2 separate regions of the Triticum aestivum genome follow, and region 2 is linked to region 1. The links are chromatin contacts, called in public Hi-C maps. All regions are on one chromosome and are shown on one strand. The core of a region is the stretch at or near the end of the contact, and the rest is flanking DNA. Distances in the headings are between cores, read along the strand shown. Region 1 holds the start of LOC123167915 (signal recognition particle 9 kDa protein). Region 2 holds the start of LOC123169616.

The links. Hi-C and Micro-C count contacts between places; a contact is called where the count stands out from the background.
Region 2: a Hi-C map of leaf shows a contact between it and region 1, with 8 times the contacts expected there. The contact joins the promoter of LOC123169616 here to the promoter of LOC123167915 in region 1. A contact is called at or near these places in 3 of 5 Hi-C or Micro-C datasets (all in leaf).

What each region holds. Positions count from the first base shown.
Region 1 is chr7D:166,892,428-166,896,342 of IWGSC CS RefSeq v2.1, forward strand. It overlaps LOC123167915 (signal recognition particle 9 kDa protein), which reads right to left and starts at 2,288. Exons shown (of 4, transcript XM_044585776.1): 1 at 2,004-2,288; 2 at 1,825-1,893. The coding sequence starts at 2,075.
Region 2 is chr7D:167,656,101-167,660,015 of IWGSC CS RefSeq v2.1, forward strand. LOC123169616 reads left to right here and starts at 1,651. Exons shown (of 42, transcript XM_044587487.1): 1 at 1,651-1,903; 2 at 2,025-2,103; 3 at 2,299-2,376; 4 at 2,497-2,577; 5 at 2,864-2,940; 6 at 3,026-3,080; 7 at 3,168-3,216; 8 at 3,351-3,488; 9 at 3,582-3,663. The coding sequence starts at 1,781.

The sequences.
Region 1 (3,915 bases), core at 1,038-3,537:
ATTTTGTTTTTTCAAGGAAGACGCGTGCATATAATAGAATTGACATGATGACCGTTAAAGAAGCACTGCATTTAACAGAGCAAATCATGGAACTTAAGGAGAAATATATCTAGATTTTCTGAATATAATGTAATATTATGATGATTATTCACCACATGGCTTACAGGATTACAAGAAAAGTCAATTAATTCGATCCATGACAACAAGAAAAAACATTCAGCTACAGTTCCTCAAACAAGAATGAATAGATAGTTTGATCGATGCTTAGGAAGTAAACTGAACTAAAACTTTCCTCACGGCACATTTTCGAAGTTCTGCACAGAAAGTGACTTCCAATATTATCTACGGCATTTCCTAGCACAATAGGCCCTCTATGCTGAATGTGCTATCGTTGTCAACTAAAAGGCACAGCTGCAAGCTGACTTACGTGCCTACACAATTATGGAAATTCAAATATGTCATCTGGAAGTGATTCTTCACTGAAAATTATGCATCAATTCAATCAGTTGCAGCAACGCAATGTCGAACCATGAAAAAATACTACACAAATGTTTATGATTTTCAGAACCATTGGGTGCAATCAGATGCACAACTATATGATTACATCATATTCCAAAGCAAATATGTCGATTAGGAGAGTACTGAAGCAACTAGTAGATAACACTAGCAGTATTTAGTGCAGACAGTGTAGTTGCATAATGCATATAGAAGCTTTATCAAGCCAATGTGAAAATCTAGTACTAACAAAAATATCAGAATATCTTAAGTATGCTAAGATATAACTTATGACTCAGTTCTGGGACATGCATGTCCAGAAGCTGCAGTATTTTACCAGTGTATGTTTGAGCTGCACCCCCTACGAGTTCCCCAACAGTGTAAACAACATTTAAGTTTGAGCTTAACAAATAGTCCTTCAGTGTTGAGCTAATCAAATACCAAATCCATATATGATGATATATATACAAAACTAAGTACTCCCTCTATAAAGTAGTGATCTAAAAGATCTTATACTCCCTCCGTCTGGAAACACTTGTCGCTCAAACGGATGTATCTAGCATTGAAATAGTGCTAGGTACATTCGTTTGGGCGACAAGCATTTACGGACGGAGGTAGTATTAGTTTACAGAGGGAGTACAAAATTAAGTGGTTTTCAGATGAAGTCAACACAAGGCCACTTGCTCAAATCCATATAACTAAACATGTACTCCGCAGTCTGCACTATCTATTTTCCTGGCTTTGCTCGCATTCTTCCAGGAACAAACAAACTTACTAGTGGGTACAAGAGTACTTTCTTCATGCACAGCAACGATTTGCTTCAATTAGGGCACACATGTCCATCCACACTAGTGTAACTATACTAACTACTGTGAACTAATGCTAACCGCTGCTAGGCATTTATCGCAAAATCTCCTGCATTTATGATATCAAGCAGACATTTAGTTGTAATTAGCATCTCACTATCTTTCTTGACTTGAAAGTAAACTTCAGATGAAATATAAATGTACACGATTGATGTAAAATCAGAACTGCTCAAAACAGAGATCAGTTTTGCTTTCTGTTAATGCTGAAATATCTAACTACCGTAGTATTTTATCGAGCCACTGATAGTATACCAAGATATGCTACGTCACACAAATCAATAGGCAACAGTGAACCATCCCACGCGACGCATGAAATACAAGAACGCTCGATCGGCTCAATTCCTAGTTGTAACGCGCATCTCGCAGTGATACGCGTGATCGGGACCTAAAATACACACTTCCTGGTCATGAATTTGGAAGCAAGACCCAAATCTGGGCAAAACAAGAAGCCTGGGCGCCGTACCTCGCGGTCGTCGGTGACCTTGAGCACGAGCTTCCCGTCGCAGTGGCGGTACTTCATACAGTAGCGAGTCTGGACACATGGGCAACGGATAACGGGTTAGATCGAGATGCGGGCAGGGGGAACCGGGGATGGGTGGACGAGGGGGGAATCGGGGAAGGAGGGATGGGGTCCCGGCGTACGGTGATGGGATCGGCGCGGAAGAGCTGCACGGACCGGTCGACGAACTCGTCCCATGAGTCGAAGTACACCATCGCTGCGGCGGCGCTGGCCGGAGGCTAGGGCTTCGCCGCGCTGTGGCGTGGTCTCGTCGGGATCTGTGGGTTTGCGGGGAGGAGTCTGCCACGGTTCGCTAGATTGCTCCCTTCCCTTGGGTCCGGTCCAGGGCTCTCTTTTTTTTTTTGAGAAGAGGTCCGGTTCAGGGCTGAAACTTGTGTTTGGAAAGAGCCACGGGGTCCAGGGCAACTTCAATCGGCCGACCCAGAGAATAGTCTTTTTTCGCAAAGGCTATATCTCGCTTACAGCGAGCGCAATCGTTCAGTTGCAGCGCAATGCCGCTAGCCACTGCGTCATCGTCCGGTTCACGTCGAGTTAGTATGTCGCGATCTAGTTGAAGAAAAAGAGCCGGGACTTTCACAAGTTTTTCGGCTCTTTTTTCTTTTTCTTTTTTATTCACTGGCTTTTCTTCGTTTTTCTTTCTCTATTTTTACTATTTGTTTTCTTTTCTTTATTTTCGATTTGGTTTTCTTTGTTTCCTTCTCATTTTTCACTAGCTTTTTTTATTTTCTTTATTTTTCCTTCATTTTCCTTGGTTTTGTTTTTATTGTTATTCAGTGGTTTTCTTTTGTTTTCACTCCGGTTTTCATTGTTTTTCTATTCACATTTTAAGTATAAATCTAATACATTCATACCGCCCACAAACAGTCCCTCGAAGTGAAGACCAAAAGCACGGTCTCTCTACTTGGTTGCAAGCGTGCAACCTTCACAATCCGGCAGCGCTTCGCCGTCCAGAGCTAATCGATGACGGAGAATTAGAGTGAGGAGATTAGAACCCACATGGCTTCTAATTGCGAGGACAAGATGATTATCCTAGATCTAATTAGTCAATTAGGACCAACTAGAACTAGAACTAGAACTAGAAGAACTAGAGGAGACTCCAAAACTTCTGTGTCCAAAAGAGCAAAATCCCCTAGTATATATAGGTTGGAGGGAGAGGGAGGGCTTCCACCAAGGGGGAAGGAGTCCCGCTTGGTGTGCCGGCCTAGGGAAGGAGGAGTCTAACACCCCCCTTCACCAATTTGCTAAGGAAGGAGGCACTTTCGCACTTGGGCGGTATTTTTAGGCCTGTTGATATTAAATTAAACATAAAATAGTTCTAAATATTTTCAAACCGTTACATATATAATTTAACATCCCTGGAAACATTCTCCACCTATATATATTTATCAGTAATACCCGGTATTACCCCATATTCACCGAAACCCTTCAGGTGACCCAAAACGCTTCTGTACCCTCTCGTAACTATTCCGAATAGTAATGAAACAATTCCACAAATATATTCTCATCACTCCTGTCCTACTGATACGTCTCCAACGTATCTATAATTTTTTATTGTTCCATGCTGTTATATTATCAATCTTGGATATTTTATAATCATTTTATAGTCATTTTATATCATTTTTTGGTACTAACCTATTGACATAGTGCCAAGTGCCAGTTGATATTTTCTGCATGTTTTTTACATCGCAGGAAATCAATACCAAACGGAGTCCAAATGCAACGAAACTTCACGGAGATTTTTTATGGACCAGAAGACACCTAATGGGCCAAGGCTGCGCCTCGGGGGGGGGTGCTCCGAGGAGAGCACAACCCACCAGGGCGCGCCAGGAGGCCCTGGCGCGCCCTGGTGGGTTGTGCCCACCTCGGGTGTCCCCCGGACCGCCTCTTTGCTCTATAAATACTCCAATATTCCAAAAACCCTAGGGGAGTCAAAGAAAATCAATTCCAGCCACCGCAGAGTCCAGAACCACCAGATCCAATCTAGACACCATCACGGATGGGGTTCACCACCTCCATTGATGCCTCTCCGATGAT
Region 2 (3,915 bases), core at 401-2,900, 760 kb after region 1:
ACAATTACCTCATCAAGTTCTATTTTCCTCCCACTCACTTCTTTCGAGAGAAACTCCTTCTCTAGAAATGTTTCATTCTTGGCAACAAAGATCTTGCCTTTGGATCTGTGATAGAAGGTATACCCAATTGTTTCCTTAAGATATCCTATGAAGACGCACTTCTCCGATTTGGGTTGGAGCTTATCAGGCTGAAGCCTTTTGACATAAGTGTCACAACCCCAAACTTTAACAAACGACAACTTAGGTTTCTTGCCAAACCATAGTTCACATGGTGTCGTCTCAACGGATTTAGATGGTGCCCTATTTAACGTGAATGCAGCTGTCTCTAATGCATAACCCCAAAACGATAGTGGTAAATTGGTAAGAGACATCATAGAACGCACCATATCCAATAAAGTACGGTTACGATTTTCAGACACACCATTACGCTGTGGTGTTCCAGGTGGCGTGAGTTGTGAAACAATTTTACATTGTTTTAAATGAAGGCCAAACTCGTAACTCAAATATTCGACTCAGCGATCAGATCGTAGAAACTTTATTTTCTTATTACGATGATTCTCCACTTCACTCTGAAATTCTTTGAACTTTTTAAATGTTTCAGACTTGTGTTTCATTGAGTAGATATATCCATACCTACTCAAATCATCTGTGAAGGTCAGAAAATAACGATACCCGCCGCGTGCCTCAACACTCATCGGACCGTATACATCGGTATGTATTATTTCTAATAAGTCATTAGCTCGCTCCATTGCAGTATACATCGGACAACATTTTATTATTGAAATAGTCTCTCGAGGGCACTCTTCCGATCTCGAACAAGCTTACTTCTTCGGCTGAAAACAATCCAGCTTTTGCCAAAAGAAAGCCAAACCCTCATCCTTGAAGGATACAGTAGAAACTAGAAACCAATTACCCGAGTGATTGCCCATCGGATGAGTATGATACTTTCGGGCAGGATTCTCCTAAATATTTGAATTGACACTTTCCAAAACATTGAATTGGTCGGCTCTCTCAATCTCTCGAAACGAGAAAAAACTGTAACTTTTGATTCAAGATCTCAAATCACTCACTGGTTCTTGTGTATGAAAGCCGACATCAAATGACATCTTATCCATCCTCTAAAATGTGCTAGACTGTTTAAGGCTTTCCAACGTAGATAATGGTTTCACCCATGTACTCCTTTGACTTCTGGTTTAACTTTTGTGCAGGGGAAATCCTTGCACTTGGACGCAATATCGAGATCAACCGGCGACCTACTAAGCAGGCTGATCTTTACATATGCTAAAAAATTGTTTATCATCAACAAAGCCAAAAGCAAGATCCTTGCATTGCGCTGTGTCCCATTTGTCACGTGCACTTCAAAATTTAAAATCTGATGGGACGTACGTACTACACTCCTGTGCAAAGTTCAGTTCCACGATCGGCACGCTGTAGTGCAGAATCGCATCATCATCTTTCCGCTCACGGGGCCCACACGCTCAGAAGTCAGAACCCGTGAGCCTTCTGTCTCGTGGCGCTTAAAAATGGAGCCCCCGTGGCGTCCTCGTCCGAAATCCAAACGTGGTTCCGTCCTAGCCCACATGCGCCACGTAGGACTAGCACCGCGCGTCGGGCCCGCGATCCAGGGACACAGAGCGGTTGGGTAAAAAGCCCAGAGCAGTGGAGTCCTCGTGTGTCACTCTTCCTGACTTGCTCACTCCCCTGTCCGCTTTCGCTCTGCTCGCCTCTGCTTCGGGCTGGTCGTCGCCGTCGGCGAGCGAGATCACACGCCACTAGCGGGATGTCGCCGTCGTCCTCGGCGGCGAAGGTCGTCGCCTTCGTCGGCGCCGACGGGCTGAGCGCCGCGCTCGCCGCTTCTTTCACCCGCTCCGGCGCGATCGTCCGCTTCTACATCGACCCCAAGGTCGCCCTCGCTCGATCGCCCTTCCCTCGTTTCCCCGTTCCTTTCAACCCCGTTTTGGTTCTGCCTCCTCTCGGAGGTGTTTTCGCGGGATGCTCTGTCCTGACGGTGCCTGTCCTTGCAGGCGGATGGATCGGCGGCGACGGCGCTCGCGGAGCAGGGCGGCGGCGTCCGATGCGCCAGCCCCGCCGAAGCCACGCGAGGTGAGCGTATATAACGGTCTCCTGCACTGGACCGGTTCCAGATATGGACTTCTTGTGACGCGCGTGAATGGCATGCGTGCGTACGAGCCGTTTGTTGGAATGCCGAAGAGACCGTGCTCTTACGTGCTGAAGAATACTTCGCGCCGTGTGTGAGTTGCTTCTATCTGATCTATCAAAAACTCTTGGCGCCTGCAGATTCTGCGCTGGTCGTTGTGCTCAGTGACGCCGATGGTGTAGATGAGTTGTTCTTTGGAGCTCAGGGTATAGTGAAAGGTATGTACCGCGTGTGTGCTATTGTGTTGCCTGCCAGTCTGTCAATCTCATGCACCTGTTTCTGTACAAGTTATATATACACTTGACATTTGATATGATGTTTGCTTAAGCATTTCATAGGATTGTGCAAAGAGGCCATTGTATTAATTCGATCGACGTTGGTGCCTAGTCATCTTGAGAAGTTGGGCCAGAAGCTTGCAGGTATAATGCTAATGTGTGCATATATTGTCTTAGCTGGGAACAGTAGCTGCTGTGCTTGGAATTTTATGTGCCCTTTTAAGAATTAGAAAGCTGCACATTTAACAATTGTAAGGCCCTCTTTGGATGACTGGAATTAAAGAACATAGGAATAGGAATAAACACATGATTGGAATTTCATGTACTACTATAGTCTCCTACATGATTTTTTGTAGTGATGACCTTGGATGGTTCACAGGATGTCGGTGATGAATGACTGTGCTAGTTAATCTGGATTTTTTTTTTGCAGATGAGAAGAAGGGTATCTTCCTTCTTGATGCTTACATTTTTAGTGGTTTATCTGATGAACTGAAACAAAATATTGTCGTAAGTGATACACAGCTGAGAATCTGAACTGTGTGCTTGTATGCTTACGTTATTCTGTTATCACAATTTAGCTTTTGATTGTCAGGTTGTTGCATCTGGGAGAAAGGATGTAGCAGAAAGAGCTGGACAGTTCTTCTCCGGTAGTTCCAAATCTGTGTACCTTACTAATATTTTCTTCCTGGTCCTCATCTTATGATGCTGAAATTTTAAGCTATCTGACATTCCAGGTCTTGACAAAACCATTTACTTTGTCGAAGGTGAATTTGGCTGCAGCAGGTTGCATTCTTTCCTGAAAATAGCAAATATAAGCTAGTCGAGATATCAATTTTCACCCCTTCCATATATTCACCGTACTAAGTAGTGTAACTATTATTGTCACAATTTGAACTGTATGCCATTTATTTTTACAGCAAAATTAGGTTGGTTAATGATTTGCTGGAGAGCATTCATTTTGTTGCTTCTACTGAAGCAATGTTTATTGGTGTTCGAGCTGGGATTCATCCATCAATTATCTACGACATAATATCAAATGCTGCAGGAAGCTCAAGGTTACAAGGATTATTGAATTCTTTGTGTTCTGTCTGAACTCGTGATACTTGTAGGTTTATATTTCAACTTATGATCATACAATTTATTGACAGGATTTTTGTGGAGGTGGTCCCGAAAATTTTGAGTGAAGATCCATTGCTTATTGATTTTCTGAAGTCACTAAAGAAACATGCAGTAAGTTCCTTTGCTTCTCCTTTGGGGCGTGGTATGGGATTCTTAGGATACTTTACGCAATAAATAAACAGTGCAGATAATTAAGTATGTCCCTTTTCTCCCTTTTATGAAAGAGGGGATTGCACAAACTAGAATGTTATTTTAAGTAAAAGATATAAATACGTAGATGATGTGCACATTTATTGCTACGGAGTTTGTATGGACAATGAACGAAGGCATTCTATGCGTATTGGAGCCATGACCGGTGGTAAG